2 separate regions of the Danio rerio genome follow, and region 2 is linked to region 1. A link is a contact called in public Hi-C data. All regions are on one chromosome and are shown on one strand. The core of a region is the stretch at or near the end of the contact, and the rest is flanking DNA. Distances in the headings are between cores, read along the strand shown. Region 1 overlaps ddhd1a (DDHD domain containing 1a). Region 2 overlaps fermt2 (FERM domain containing kindlin 2).

What was found. A called contact is a pair of places that touch in the nucleus more often than the background predicts.
Region 2: a contact with region 1 is called in a Hi-C map of an unstated tissue, with 6 times the contacts expected there. The contact joins two enhancer-like sites. A contact is called at or near these places in 3 of 18 Hi-C or Micro-C datasets (caudal fin, hematopoietic stem cells and an unstated tissue) and 1 of 4 datasets of contacts at active chromatin or transcription factors (caudal fin).

Annotation. Positions count from the first base shown.
Region 1 is chr17:56,750,279-56,754,070 of GRCz12tu, reverse strand. ddhd1a (DDHD domain containing 1a) reads right to left here. Exons shown (of 15, transcript XM_073927674.1): 14 at 2,154-2,337. The coding sequence ends at 2,159. The region is part of intron 2 of LOC103909099 (a long non-coding RNA gene); the gene reads left to right. Among named protein-coding and RNA genes, the nearest start is that of fermt2, 15 kb to the left of the region's middle. Within about 2 kb of position 2,185, at least 5 of the 62 cell types and tissues checked have an H3K27ac peak or open chromatin away from gene starts, as enhancers often do.
Region 2 is chr17:56,847,374-56,851,165 of GRCz12tu, reverse strand. fermt2 (FERM domain containing kindlin 2) reads right to left here. Exons shown (of 16, transcript NM_001256215.1): 12 at 2,589-2,807. The region is part of intron 2 of LOC103909099 (a long non-coding RNA gene); the gene reads left to right. Among named protein-coding and RNA genes, the nearest start is that of stxbp6, 21 kb to the left of the region's middle. Within about 2 kb of position 2,030, at least 35 of the 62 cell types and tissues checked have an H3K27ac peak or open chromatin away from gene starts, as enhancers often do.

The sequences.
Region 1 (3,792 bases), core at 936-3,435:
CAATATTTACATTTTTTAGACCTTCAGACAGCAGGGTAATCTTAATAAAATACTGTCGTAACACAACGTGATGTCTAAATCTCCACAAATTGACACTTATGACTGGTTTTAAGATCCAGGATCACAAATATGAATTGTTTCAGTTTCTTTCAAAAATAAATAACTAATGTACAGGGTGGGCCATTTATATGGATACACCTTAATAAAATGGGAATGGTTGGTGATGTTAACGTCCTCTTTGTGGCACATTAGTATATGTGCGGGGGCAAACTTTTCAAGATGGGTGGTGACCATGGTGGCCATTTTGAAGTCGGCCATCTTGGATCCAACTTTTGTTTTTTTTTCAATAGGAAGAGGGTCATGTGACACATCAAACTTATTGGAAATTTCACAAGGAAACTAACAGTGTGCTTGCTTTTAAAGTAACTTTATTCTTCCATGAGTTATTTACAAGTTTCTGACCACTTATTAAATGTGTTCAGTGTGCTGCCCATTGTGTTGGATTGTCAATGCAAGCCTCTTCTCCCACTCTACACACACTGATAGCAACACCGCAGGGGAAATGCCAGCACAGGCTTCCGGTATTCCGTAGTTTCAGGTGCTGCACATCTTGTATCTTCACACCATAGACAATTGTCTTCAGATGACCCCAAAGATAAAAGTCCAAGGGGGTCAGATTGGGAGACCTTGGGGGCCATTCAACTGGCCCACGACGACTATTCCGCTTTTCAGGAAACTGTTCATCTAGGAATGCTCGGACCTGACACTCATATTGTGGTGGTGCACCATCTTGCTGGAAAAGCTTGGGGAACGTGCCGGCTTCAGTGCATAAAGAGGGAAACACATCATCATGGAGCAAGTTCAAATATCCAGTGGCCTTGAGGTTTTGATGAAGATGAAGAATGGCCACACTATCTTTGTTGTCTGTCATGTGAAGATACAAGATGTGCAGCACCTGAAACTACGCATACTGGAAGCCTGTGCTGGCATTTCTCCTGCGGTGTTGCTATCAGTGTGTGAAGAGTGGAAGAAGAGGGTTGCACAGACAATCCAACACAATGGGCAGCACACTGAACACATTTTATAAGTGGTCAGAAACTTGTAAATAACTCATGGAAGAATAAAGTTACGTTAAAAGCAAGCACACTATTAGTTTTCTGGTGAAATTTTCAATAAGTTTGATGTGTCACATGACCCTCTTCCTATTGAAAAAAACAAAAGTTGGATCCAAGATGGCCGACTTCAAAATAGCTACCATGGTCAACATCCATCTTGAAAAGTTTGCCCCCGCACATATACTAATGTGCCACAAACAGGACGTTAACATCCCCAACCATTCCCATTTTATTAAGGTGTATCCATATAAATGGCCCACCCTGTATATATTTATGGGTGAAGCGTGACTGGCCTGTTATCCTTCCAGCCCGTCGTCATAATTCCTAATCATGTGAAACCAACAATACAATAAATAAAATAAATACAATCAACAAAACCCAAGACATTCAGTATGAAAACAGATTTACAGTGGTTATGCATGTAAATAAACATATGAATGCATTAAACAAACTCAAGTCAACACAGGGTGCGTCCCAAATCGCACACTTACCTACTATATAGTGCATAAAAAAACAGTATTCATACCATTGGAAAAACAGTATGAGGGAAGTACCCGGATGACCTACTACTCCCGAGATTCTGAAGTGCGCACATGATGTACACTATGCTATCCAACGATGCACTTGGAGAGAGTTCATGAATGTGGGTGAATCGAGTGAGTTGTGTAGGTCATGTGATCATGACAAAATGGCTGATGTAGTACGTCCAAATTCCATCAATACTCCTCACATTTATACTATTTAATGGTCGTGTAGTAAAATCAAATGTAGTACGTACTCGAGTAGTAGGTGATTTCGGATGCAGCCACACTATTCTATATAGTTAACTAAATAAAGAGCTTTCTATGGATCGGCGGACTTCTTTGGACTTGCACGACTATATAAAAATATAAAAAATATTGCCGTTTCTTAATGATGAGGATCAGTGCTGGAGGATTTTGCATAGTCCGGCCTCTGTCCATGAGGAAAGGCCTAAGGAGAGGAGCTCAGAGGCACTAAGTGTTGATTTAAGGGATGGATCAGTGTGTATTGCGTCACCTGTGCTACATGGCTGTGCTGGTTTCTGTTTGCTCTGTGCTCTGCTGTTTGTATATGAAGGTCAGGAGGAACAGGGCCACGTCATGGGACGTCCAATAGGCTGTGTGTGAGGTCACCGCTGACCAATAGCGGCTCTCCACCATACCCTCGCGCAGCTCAAAGTCAATGCGGTGCTCCATCTCCACTGCGAAACACCAGCAGGAGCATTAGCAGACATGAGGAGATAAAATAATCACAACATGAACTAGAACCTAAAGTTTATTGATAAACTTTGATGTTGGCTTGAGAAAGCCAACGTGACTGCGCTAGGACTAAGAATGGCAGTTGGCAGGAAGCACGGCGGCGGTTGCTAAGTGGTTGCTAGGCAGTTGCTAAAACAATTATGGCATTGTTAGGTGGTTGCTAAGCAGTTGCTAAATGGCAATGCTCGTGTACATGTTTGATCAAATGCTAATACTTAGTAGGCATTTCTAGCATATGTTATTGCATTTAGATAATCATTCATAGCATGTAGCTAATCGTTATTAGCGCTTGGCTTCCATTATCATTGTTACCATGCATAGTACACAGGAAGTCCCATTTGCTAGCATGAGTCAAACAAGCCAATGCCCAGGTCCCTACGATGTTCTGATGTAGAGGTATTTGCTATTTTTAAATGGTTGCTAGGTTATACTGTTTAGTTGCTATGGGGACATTTGACAGGTTAGTGATGATACATCAAAGCTTCTTGGCAATATGAGTGATCTTAATCAACCCCGATGTCTCTATGACAGTCTTTATGAGTGTCAAAAACTGGACTTGAATATTATGTATTCCTGGTGTTGGGTTGTGGCTGGAAGGGCATTCGCTGTGTAAAACATATGCTGGATAAGTTGGCGGTTCATTCCGTTGTGGCGACCCCTGATTAATAAAGGGACTAAGGGAATGAACATTATGTAAAAATGGCTTGCCGTATTTTTTTGAAAATACAATGCTTAATAGGTGTGAAAGTGATACATGCAAAATGGCTTGCCATATCAGTAAAAGATATGGAGTTTAAGTCAAAAATGGCTTGCCATATTTAAAATAAAAAATAATATAAATAAATATGTATATAAAATAAATATATATATATAAATATAAATATATACATATATACACACACACACACACACATATATATATATATATATATATATATATATATATATATATATATATATATATATATATATATATATATTTTATAGTTTTATATATATAAAAATAATGCTTAAAAATTATTTATTGGAAAACTATAAGTCTGGTAAACCTTAAAGATATAGCAACAAAATCTAACGCATCTAAATACAGATTTTGGCCAAATTTGGGGCTTGTATAATTTTTTTATATGCCCGGATTATAAAAATTTAATATTTAACATTTTTTTATTAAAAAAACAATAAGTCTTACAGGCATGAGGAGATATAGCAACAATCTTGAATGTAGAAGGCACATTTTGACCACATTTGGGCCTTGTGGCATGAACGACCTAGGAGGAGATGCGTTTGTTTTCAAGGACAGAGTAGTATAACAGTATGTTGGCTTTCTCAAGCCAACATAATTAAAGGGACAGCTCAAACAAAACAGTTCTGTCATCATTTCTTCTGTTGAACAGCTA
Region 2 (3,792 bases), core at 781-3,280, 97 kb before region 1:
GCGAGAGAAGAGGGCGGGGTGCACGTGTGTGTGAGTAAACAGCAGGACAGAGCACACAAAGGAATACACACACACTACTTTCATTTCAAACTGACCACAAAAACAGTGTTATGCTTTTTGGCAATACAAAAAAATACATCGATTTTTTTATATACATTGCTCAGCAAAAAATACAAAATAAATAAAATAAAATTAGCATAAATTTTTTTTTTCAATATCTCAAATCAACAATTCTTAAAAGTCTAGACAGTGCAGAACTTTGGAAAAGTGGGCTTCAGAGTTCATGGTTGAGCAGTAGTTTATGATTAACGCGATTGTTTTAATCCCACTTCAGACCACACACGCTTCAGTACGCCAGGTGGCGCCACACACACACTTACATCCCCAAAACACACCACTTGGATGACTGTGTATCCGCTGTGCTGGACGGTAAACTCTAAAAGGGATACAGCTGTGGATGCAACATCAATATAGCGTCATGTTTGCGATACTGTACAACAATTATTCATACTTTTATGTTACTGACAGGATTTGGTTCAGGGTTGGGTAAGGTCTAGACAATAATAAAAGACAATTTAATGGGTAATTTAATGAATAATATGAATAATATTCTGTATAATTACTGTTTTAGGTTACTAGGAGGGTTGGGGTAGGGGTAGAGACGTTAATAAAAGGTAATGGGGTATATGCCGAAACATGCTAAAAGGACTTTTAATTTGCCAGTAACCTGGGTTAAGCGCTTCCAGCTAATTGAATGCCAATGTAAAATCCGGTGTGTTTAAGGTCTGTTTTCTTTAAAAATCAGCGATCTCCACTAGCTGAGTGATATCCGATTTAAAGTGGATCTCAGATTGTACAAGAAGCACTGCATTAAATTACATTTCCCCCCGCCATGTCTTTATAATATGAGCATTTATTTTACCCCAGTATATTCAATGGAGCTTCTGCGTTAGCCTGCCGATTCTGACGGGCACGTGCGAGTAAACAGCTTTTTGTCTCGTTTTACGCTTGAGCAACCAAATAAATGCTAAAGTTTATTGAACTGGATGTATTTTAATGACATTACAGCATTGATGCTGTATAAGGAACCGTATAAAATGGAAAAAAGTTCACAATAACAGGAATAATAACAATAATATCAATAATACTCTGTATATTTACTGTTTTAATGTTACTGTGAGGGTTGGGGTAGGGGTAGAGGTTAATAAAAGGCAATTTAATGGGTAATTTAATAAATAATATGAATAATACTCTGTATAATTACTGTTTTAATGTTATTTTGAGGGTTGGGGTAGGGGTAGATGTTGTTGATAAAACACAATTTAATGGGTAATTTAATAAATAATATGAATAATACTCTGTATATTTACTGTTTTAATGTTATTGTGAGGGTTGGGGGTAGGGGTAGACGTTAATAAAACACAATAAATGGGTAATTTAATAAATAATATGATTAATACACTGCTCTATATAATTACTGTTTTAATGTTACTGTAAGGGTAGGGGTAGACGTTAATTAAAGGCGATTTAATGGGGTATTTAATAAATATTATAAATAATACTCTGTATAATTACTGTTTTAATGTTATTGTGAGGGTTGGGGTAGGGGTAGATGTTAATAAAAGTCATTAATTAAGTCATAGTCATTAATTAAACACAATTATTGTTAATAAAACAATAATTGGGTAATTTAATAAATAACTCTTGTTAATTTCTGTCTGCAGCTGTATCCTTTCTGGCAACAGCTGTGCTGGTCTTTTATGGTTTAACAAGTCTGAAAGTGAGAAACTGATTTCTCTTCAATTCCCAAAGTTTAATGCATCCTCTGAGATTCAAATTCCTCAGGGAGCCCTTGAAGGAAAGATATCGAGCTTGTAAACGCATCGATAAAAGCGTTCAGAATGAATCTGGACTCTGCAGCAGCTCTCATAAATAAACTGCTGTGTTCTTCCCAGACTGTGTCTCTACATTCCCAGGCACGGCTGGTTTCCTGTAGGCTCTTCTTCCCGCCTGTTTGTGGAGCTCCGCCCACTCGCCGGAGCGGAGAGATGGAGGACAGGAAGCCCAGACCATCCCCCAGCCCAGCATCAGCGGACCACTGTAAGAGGACACCAGCAGCCTTCTGTGCACTCACACACACACACACACACACACACACACACACACACACACACACACACACACACACACACACACACACACACACACACACACACACACACAGACTAATGCAAATGCAGCCATACAAAGATGTACAGACACACAGTCACCACATACACACATATCACAGATCTACACAAACACACAAACCAGACAAACAGACATGCAAAAACACACACATCCTCCCCAACTTTCCTCTTGTTTTTGACTCGAGCCCTGTATATTCACAGCACTGCAGCGGGAGCTATCTTTTGGACAATTAGGGTTATGTGACATATTTAACATTTAATTAATGCAACATTAGATTAATATCAAACTTTCATCCATCATTAAATAAATAAAAACAGACCAGATCAGTTATTTTCAGTGCTTTAACCTGCTGTTCAGGATTGGTTTCATATATTGATTGATTTCTATCCTGCATTTACCTGCTTGTTCTTGTATTTCTTCAGGTATCGTGGAGACACCAGACACTCAGGGTTGATGTCGGTGGTGATGGGCTCGATGATCTGCGGATCAGGATTCATGTGCTGCATCTTCAGGAAGGACAGAATGTTCTGGACCTCCAGATTGTAGGAACTGTCCGCCATGGTCTTCCCTTTAGAGGCCAGACGGCAGGCGGCCATCCACTGAGCGTACTGCTTCTCCTGCAGCACAGACATAGCAGAACATCCTCTGAGTCACACTGCTTGGATTTACAGTCACTGCTATAACTCCAGCAGATTCTCAATTACTTTCATTTCTGGAGTGATCCTTTTGCATTTTAATGTAAATCATTCTAGTAATTGTGTTGTTTGCTTTTGTCAGTGTAATGCATTTATTTTTAGGAAATGAAAGGCCACTTTGGCAACTTGGGAATTACAAAACTGCACCCTGAGAAATAGGATATATAGTAATTGTATTGTAATAATACTACTACTAATAATAATAATTATTATTATTAATTATTATTATTAGTAGTAGTAGTATCATCATCATTTTTATTAAATAAATAAATAAATAAATAAAAATGATAAACAAAAAAATATATATAATGTAACTCTGAATAAATAAATAAATAAATAAATAAATAAATAAATAAATAAATAAATAAATAAATAAAGTGATCCTGGACTTCAAAATAAATAAACAAACAAACAAACAAATTAATTTACAAACAAACATAAATAAAGTGACACCGGACCCCAAAACAAACAAACAAACAAACACATAAATAAATAATAAATAAAATAAATAAATAAAGTGACCCTGGTCCACAAAATAAATAAACAAACACATAAATAAAGTGACGCTAGACCACAAATTATTTAAGTAAACAAACAAACAAATAAAATAAATAAATAAATTGACCCTGTGTTACAAAATAAATAAAACAAACAAATAAAACAAACTAACTAACAAACAAATAAATAAATAAATAAAGTCACCCTGGACCACAAAATAAATAAACAAATAAAACAAACAAATAAAACTAACAAACTAACAAACAAACAAATAAATAAATAAAGTTACCCTGGACCACAAAATAAATAAACAAATAAAACAAACAAATAAAACTAACAAACAAATAAATAAATAATGTGACTCTGGACCAGATAAATACATAAATAATGTGACCCTGGACCACAAAAT